2 separate regions of the Pan troglodytes genome follow, and region 2 is linked to region 1. Evidence: chromatin contacts called from public HiChIP or PLAC-seq data. All regions are on one chromosome and are shown on one strand. The core of a region is the stretch at or near the end of the contact, and the rest is flanking DNA. Distances in the headings are between cores, read along the strand shown.

Evidence for each region. HiChIP or PLAC-seq counts read pairs in DNA pulled down with a chosen protein or histone mark.
Region 2: a contact with region 1 is called in an H3K4me3 HiChIP or PLAC-seq map of stem cell-derived excitatory neurons, with 2.4 times the contacts expected there. The contact joins the promoter of RASSF5 here to the promoter of MAPKAPK2 in region 1. A contact is called at or near these places in 1 of 1 datasets of contacts at active chromatin or transcription factors (stem cell-derived excitatory neurons) and 1 of 1 other capture datasets (stem cell-derived neural stem cells).

What each region holds. Positions count from the first base shown.
Region 1 is chr1:42,400,540-42,403,986 of NHGRI_mPanTro3-v2.0_pri, reverse strand. It overlaps MAPKAPK2 (MAPK activated protein kinase 2), which reads left to right and starts at 1,601. Exons shown (of 10, transcript XM_001164988.8): 1 at 1,601-2,204. The coding sequence starts at 1,926.
Region 2 is chr1:42,580,246-42,583,692 of NHGRI_mPanTro3-v2.0_pri, reverse strand. It overlaps RASSF5 (Ras association domain family member 5), which reads left to right and starts at 1,726. Exons shown (of 6, transcript XM_016937460.4): 1 at 1,726-2,262. The coding sequence starts at 1,806.

The DNA.
Region 1 (3,447 bases), core at 352-2,851:
GTGTCTTTGTCTTTGAAGAGTCAGGGGCATCTGGGGAGCTGTCTAACCGTATCTATCCTGTAGACTCGGGAGGAAGCTGCTGGCTGCTGTAGACAGAAGAGAATCCCTGTGCTTCGGGCTCCTAGGAAGGTGTCTGCCATCCTCTCTGTGCCACTGTTATCTGTCTTCTTCCCCACCAGATAACACCATCCACCGCTGCAGGGCTGAGCACGGCACCTTGTACATGGAGCTAAGCAGATGCTGCTTGAGAAGAGCATATGTTTGTGTCGGGGGAACCATGTCTCTCCTTGGTCCACAGAGCCCTGCCTGCCCCAGGAAAGGACAGCGTTGGGAGGGTAACTCCCACCCCTCACTCCTCCCCCTCATTCCTGCCTCCACAAGCATCTTCTGGGAAAGGTGAATGAGGGAAGAGACATTTGCACTTGTCCCTTACCTACCTAAGTTCTATCCCCAGTGGCCACTTCTGGGGGTGTTGTCTTCTCTCTGGAGTTTTGGGGGACCTATTAGGGGGCATGTGTGGCCATAGGTCAAGCCTCATTCTCTAACTGGCCTTACCAAGACTTAAGCTGAGGTTTTGTGTTCACCTGTCTGGGTCGCTTGCCATTTCTCAAATGTTCTGCCAGTCAGAGGTGGGAGAGGTCGGCAGGGATGTACTTGGTCATCTCGAACCCCATCAGAATGTGTGTGGAGGCCTCCTGGCAGCTTCTATGCAGGGTCCAGCTAGATCCCTGGGCTTTTCCTGAGATACACGGGGCTAACCCACTTCTTACGGATTAATTTTTCCACATCGGAAATCAGAAGCCATTCCCCAGGGCCTCCCCTTCAGTTTCATTATCTCCTTTGACTCTGCCCACAACCTTTGAAAAGGTCTCGCTGTTCTTCCCACGGAGAGAGAGGTGCAAGGCTTGCTCAGCCTCACACAGCCAATCCGTGGCAAAGGATGGCGGGAATTCAGGTGGCCCCAATCTCAACCCATCCTCTTCCCACCCTGTATCCTTTTTAGTTTATTTACATGAAAACATGTTCAAAGGTATAATTACTAAAGTGCTCCTGGTTACACAATAATACGTCTTTACTGAAAAACAATAAATTAATGAGAAAAGAGATGCAAAAAACCTCAGAGGAAAATGTTGAAGTTAGGGAAATATTTAATACGCCCGCCTTTGGCTCACACCTTTTCCTGGGATGAATGACCCCTGTGATTCCAGCTCCCCCCCACCCCCCCGAGGTCTCATCTAGCGGGATACCTACGAGCCATCCCTCTCCTTGGAAATACACCCCTCTCCCAATTCGCTGCCGCTAAGAAGCCCAGACAATTGGAGAGGAGTGGATTTTCCATCTGAATTATGCAGCTCCTTTGACACGCCTCCCCTCTCCCTTTGCATAGCCTTGGTTAAGAACTAGCATTTCTTCGTCCCCTCTCCCTGTCCCCTCTCACTGTCCCCGAGGCAGCAGCCCCTAGCCTACTCCGCGATCCTCCCAGCTCCCGGCACCGCGCGTCCTCCCCTTTAAGGCCCGCCCCTCCCCCCACGCCACGCCTCCCCAGGCCCCGCCCCCCGCCCCTCCCCTTTAAGGACCGGCCCCGGACGCAGACGAGGCTGTGACGCGGCCGCCGGCCCGGGGCTGGGTACATTGTCGCGCGGCCGCTTCCCCCCGGCCGGGCCCCCGCCGCCCCACGGTCCCCAGAGCGCCAGGCCCCCGGGGGGAGGGAGGGAGGGCGCCGGGCCGGTGGGCGCCAGCGGCGCGCGGCGGGACCCACGGAGCCCCGCGACCCGCCGAGCCTGGAGCCGGGCCGGGTCGGGGAAGCCGGCTCCAGCCCGGAGCGAACTTCGCAGCCGGTCGGGGGGCGGCGGGGAGGGGGCCCGGAGCCGGAGGAGGGGGCGGCCGCGGGCACCCCCGCCTGTGCCCCCGCGTCCCCGGGCACCATGCTGTCCAACTCCCAGGGCCAGAGCCCGCCGGTGCCGTTCCCCGCCCCGGCCCCGCCGCCGCAGCCCCCCGCCCCTGCCCTGCCGCACCCCCCGGCGCAGCCGCCGCCGCCGCCCCCGCAGCAGTTCCCGCAGTTCCACGTCAAGTCCGGCCTGCAGATCAAGAAGAACGCCATCATCGATGACTACAAGGTCACCAGCCAGGTCCTGGGGCTGGGCATCAACGGCAAAGTTTTGCAGATCTTCAACAAGAGGACCCAGGAGAAATTCGCCCTCAAAGTAGGTCTGGGGCCCGGGGAGGGGAGGCGGGGCCGGTCCCGGGCCCTGGAGCTCCACGGCGTCGGGTGCCCGCCCCGGCCTGGGTCGCGGCGCGGGGCGGAGGGGTGGCCGCGGCGGGGCGGGGCGGCCGGGCCGGGGGTGCCGAGTGCGGCGCGGGCGGCGGGTCCCAGCGCCCTCGCCTCCCTGACCGCTTCCGGCCGCTCCCGGGCGGGAGCCCTGGGACCCGCTCCCGGGGACTCAGGGGACCCTGCCATTTTGGGGTTTGAGCGGGATCCAGCCGAGTCAGAACGGTTGGCTTCGGGACTTCTGCTAATTTCACTCCATCTCAAGGAAGTGATTTTGGGGGTGGTGGTTCCCCGTCCTCTCCTCCCTCCTTTTTCTCTCTCTGCGGGCACAAAAGGCCCATTACTCATTGAGCCGGTTGGTCGGTTGGTTTGGAGAAGTCGGATCGCAGAGGTTTATTTAGCCTCGCTCCTTATTTGGGAGCCGGAATGTGTGATTTCACTTCCCCGAGCCTCGCGAGGGCAGCCGTGCCGCCTTGGGGCGCGCCGGGCAGGAGGTGTGCGGCGGGAGGGTCCTGGGTGTCCCCCGGCTGCGGGGGCGGGATTGTTTGGATCCCGGAGCTGGCCCCCTCCCACGCCCGCGCGGGGCGGCTGCGGGGAGAGGCCGGCGGTGTCTGCGGCCCGGCTGATCATTGTGAACAGAGTCTGTAACCCGCGGCCGGGCCCGTGCTGATTCCGCCTCCTAGAGAGGGCCACTTGCTGTCCTGGACTCGCGCCGTGATGGGCAGTCTGAGGAAACATTATCCTTGAGCCGGGGGAGCCCATCCCTTTTCTTTCTTTAAGGGGTGTGGTGGTGGGGAGAATAAGGATTCAAGTGAGAATATCGACTTTAGAAGTTAAACACAATGGACTGGGAGGTCTCATGAGATGGGTGGGTCCGCAGGGAAGTGTGAGCCGGTCTTGCAGGGTCACCAACAAGGTTTTCCTCTCACAGGGGTTTCAGGTCAAACCAGTCTCTAAAGGTGACACCTCAGGTCTGTTTCCCCTGGGGTGCCTCAATGATTGGAGGAGGAGAAAAATACTTCCTGTGTTATATTTTTCTCTTCCCCTTCAGCCCCCACAGCGAGCTGTATTTCAGTTATCAAGTACAAAACTCAGAAATGTGGTATGGGTGGAACTATTGGAATATACGATCAGATGTTTTAAAAGAAACACCGGTACTTCGGGGTTGTACGGGGCAA
Region 2 (3,447 bases), core at 477-2,976, 180 kb before region 1:
GGGAAGAGGAAAGGTAGAGGAGGGGTGGGGCAGAGGCGGTGGCCTGTGGCTTACACCCCTCATCGGAGCTCCTCTGTTTGGTAGCACTGTGGGGTTGACTGTCCTATGGGTCATTCCTCAGAAACCACCTCATAGGGTGAGCTCCCGCCTCTGGTGAGCCCCCAGAGCCCCAGGAACCTCTCCTCTGCTACAGATTTGGGAGGCAGAGGACTATGATTACTGTGAGGGAGAAGCCATGGAGCAAAGCTAGCTGGGAATTCCCTGGCCACTGGACTCTGGAAATCTTAGGAATTACCTAAAAATTACCTCCAAGGGAAAAACAAAAAGCAAAAGTGAAGATTCCCCTACGAAGCACTAGGGGGAGACCCATCTCTGGCCTGGGAAGAGAAAGGAGAGACCAGGTCCAGAAGAATTTAGACTATTCTTCTAAAAAATGACCACCGCTAGACGGACCAAACCGAACCTGTGTTTTAAGAGGAAAGCTGTGATCACTGAGTCATAATGACGGAGCTGGAGAGTGCCACGTTAACAACCACCTGTCTCCCCACCTCCAGCCCAATGTACAGTTAACAATACTGGGGCTAGAGAGGGCCCGGGCCCAGGCCCAGGTTCAGAGATCCAGGAGTCCTCCTTATCCATGAGATGGGCCTGTTTCCATGGGCAAAGGTGCCTGTCAGGAACAACTACATAATTTGTGGGAACCAGTGCAAAAAGAAAACGCCCGGCCCTTTGTTCAAAAAGTAAGACTTTCAAGATGGTGACCGCAGAGCGTTAAACCAGACAAGGGTCCATGAAGGCTTGAAGCAAGCCTTCACGGGGGAAAGTGCCGGGAGAAAGGAGATCTCTCTTTGGGTCCCATGAGTGAACCATCCATACCAGGTTCCACTTAGGACATTTAGGGGAACTGGTATCTCCACAGTAATTACTAGAGCAGCTCTGGGGAACGGAGGGCTGGCTAAGGAAGAAAAGCTCCCCCAACCCTTGGGGCGAGGGAGCGTTCTCTCAATGGAGCCCCCCCCAACTCCCCACCACCCCCTACCAGTCTTCCAGGAAAGAGGAATACCCTACCCGTCAGGGCTGCGAAGGAAGGGGAAATCCAACCAGAGCGAAAGTCGCACGCGGACAGCTCTGCCAGCCCTTGGAGGCATCCGGCGGTCACCCACGGGACAAGGCGCGGCTGCGGGAGCGCGCGCGGGGCATTCCCAACCCGCGTCGAGCTCCGCTCTAGAGGGGGCGGCGGGCGGCGACAAGCCGGAGAGAGGAAGGGCCAAGGAGCACGGCCCTCCTGTCGGCACCATCAGCGGGAGAGTGGCGAGCGGACGCCTAGACGGAGGGGCCCTACTCAGACCCCATCGAGCCAGTTCCCAAGCTTTTCCCTCCGACCTGCTCCCTCCCGGGGCGCGTGAGGGTGCGGGTCGGGGGTGAACCTGGTGTTGGGGAAAGTGATTGGCAAGGGAAAGAGGCAGGGCTGAAGGCCTAGGGCCCCCAGCAGAAATGCGCCCTCTGAGCTGTACTGTACAGAGGCGCTCCTCTGCGGAATCCTGCAGCTGCTCCAGGTGAAGACGCCCGCAAATCCACACTCGCGCAGACGTCGCCTGGCACGGACCCTACCCCCTTCGGTCCGTCGGCGGTTCTCTTGGGTCGTCCTTCCTGCCACTCCGACTCTCCCCGCCCCCGCCCCGCCCAGCAGGCTGCGGTTCCTTTAAAGGCGCGCTGGTGTGGGGCGGCCCCTTCTCTCGGGGCTGGCTCGGGAGTAGCGCAGTCGCCAAAGCCGCCGCTGCCAAAGCTGCCGCCACTAGCCGGGCATGGCCATGGCGTCCCCGGCCATCGGGCAGCGCCCGTACCCGCTACTCTTGGACCCCGAGCCGCCGCGCTATCTACAGAGCCTGAGCGGCCCCGAGCCACCGCCGCCACCCCGCGACCGGTCCTCGCGCCTCTGTGTCCCGGCGCCCCTCTCCACTGCGCCCGGGGCGCGCGAGGGGCGCAGCGCCCGGAGGGCTGCCCGGGGGAACCTGGAGCCCCCGCCCCGGGCCTCCCGACCCGCTCGCCCGCTCCGGCCTGGTCTGCAGCAGAGACTGCGGCGGCGGCCTGGAGCGCCCCGACCCCGCGACGTGCGGAGCATCTTCGAGCAGCCGCAGGATCCCAGAGTCCCGGCGGAGCGAGGCGAGGGGCACTGCTTCGCCGAGTTGGTGCTGCCGGGCGGCCCCGGCTGGTGTGACCTGTGCGGACGAGAGGTGCTGCGGCAGGCGCTGCGCTGCACTAGTAAGTGTGAAGGCAGGGGAGGGGCGTGCGGGGAGACCGCAGTCTGGGGGCGAAGGACTGGGAGGGCCCTGGGGCAGGGAGAGAGGGGCCATTACACTCTTTGGCTCCAGGGGAGCCCCGAACATAAGGAGATAACAACCCCTGGGGACGGTCCGCTCCTTAGTTCCCTGCCCGGTATCCTTTAGTGCCTGCCCACTACCTAGGTATGGTTATGCGGTAGTTAACAGATACCTGTCTCCTGACAGGTGCGTGCCTTGGCCCTCCACACACACACACACACACACACACACACACACACTCACACACAGGTTGTGGGGGGTGGGTGGGTGATGGCCTCGGCGGCAAGGTCATTCTGTCATCTCCCTGTGCACCCTCATGCTTTTGTTGTGAGTTCTTGGGAGTGGGTTGTGAGACTGCTGTTGAGATGACCGTTTGACCCTTGCTTATTAGGGTTACTGACAAAACGCTTGTTTGTCCGCCCATGGTACAGGCTCAGACCTCTCCTCCAGGGGGACGTATTGGGACAGGGAGGAGACCTTGTTAGACTTTGGATAAAGGCAGGCTGTGAGGCTGAAGAGAGCCTGAAGTCACCCTGAACCCGTGCCCCCTCCTGCCTTTCACCTCTGGCCCCTCAAACCTTTGGACTCTGCTCCAATGTTTGGCTGTGCCCTGCCTCCTCCCCTTCCTCCTCCTGGGTTCCTGCCCTAGTCGTCATGCTCTAACATTACTCAGCTCCTGACAGGGTCCCTTCCTCTCCACAGCCCTCAGGCCCCTCCAGTCACCTCCTGAGCCAGGCGCTTCTCAAAGCCAGAAAACACTGGGCCCCCAGTGTATAGATTTTCTGAGCCAATCTTCAGTCTCCTTGGGGGTTTATTATTTTTCTCCTCCTACAGTTAGGGGTGTGTATGCCTTTAATAGGTGTCCACCCTCCACCCCCACCCCGGCATTTGCTCTTGCGTGTTTAGCAGAGGCTATCCACAGCCATGTGTTCATGTGTTTACATGGATATTTCAAATATCTGAAGCCCAAAGCACAGACAATGGCACAGCCTCTAACAAGCATCTCTGGAAATGGATTGTGGTTTGCATCTTTCAGCAAAGGCCCTTCCCCCATGGCAGCAGCCTCACGTCTCCCATCCAACTGCAGCGTTGGACAGCAGCAGCGATTTCCACATCAGGAAAACCC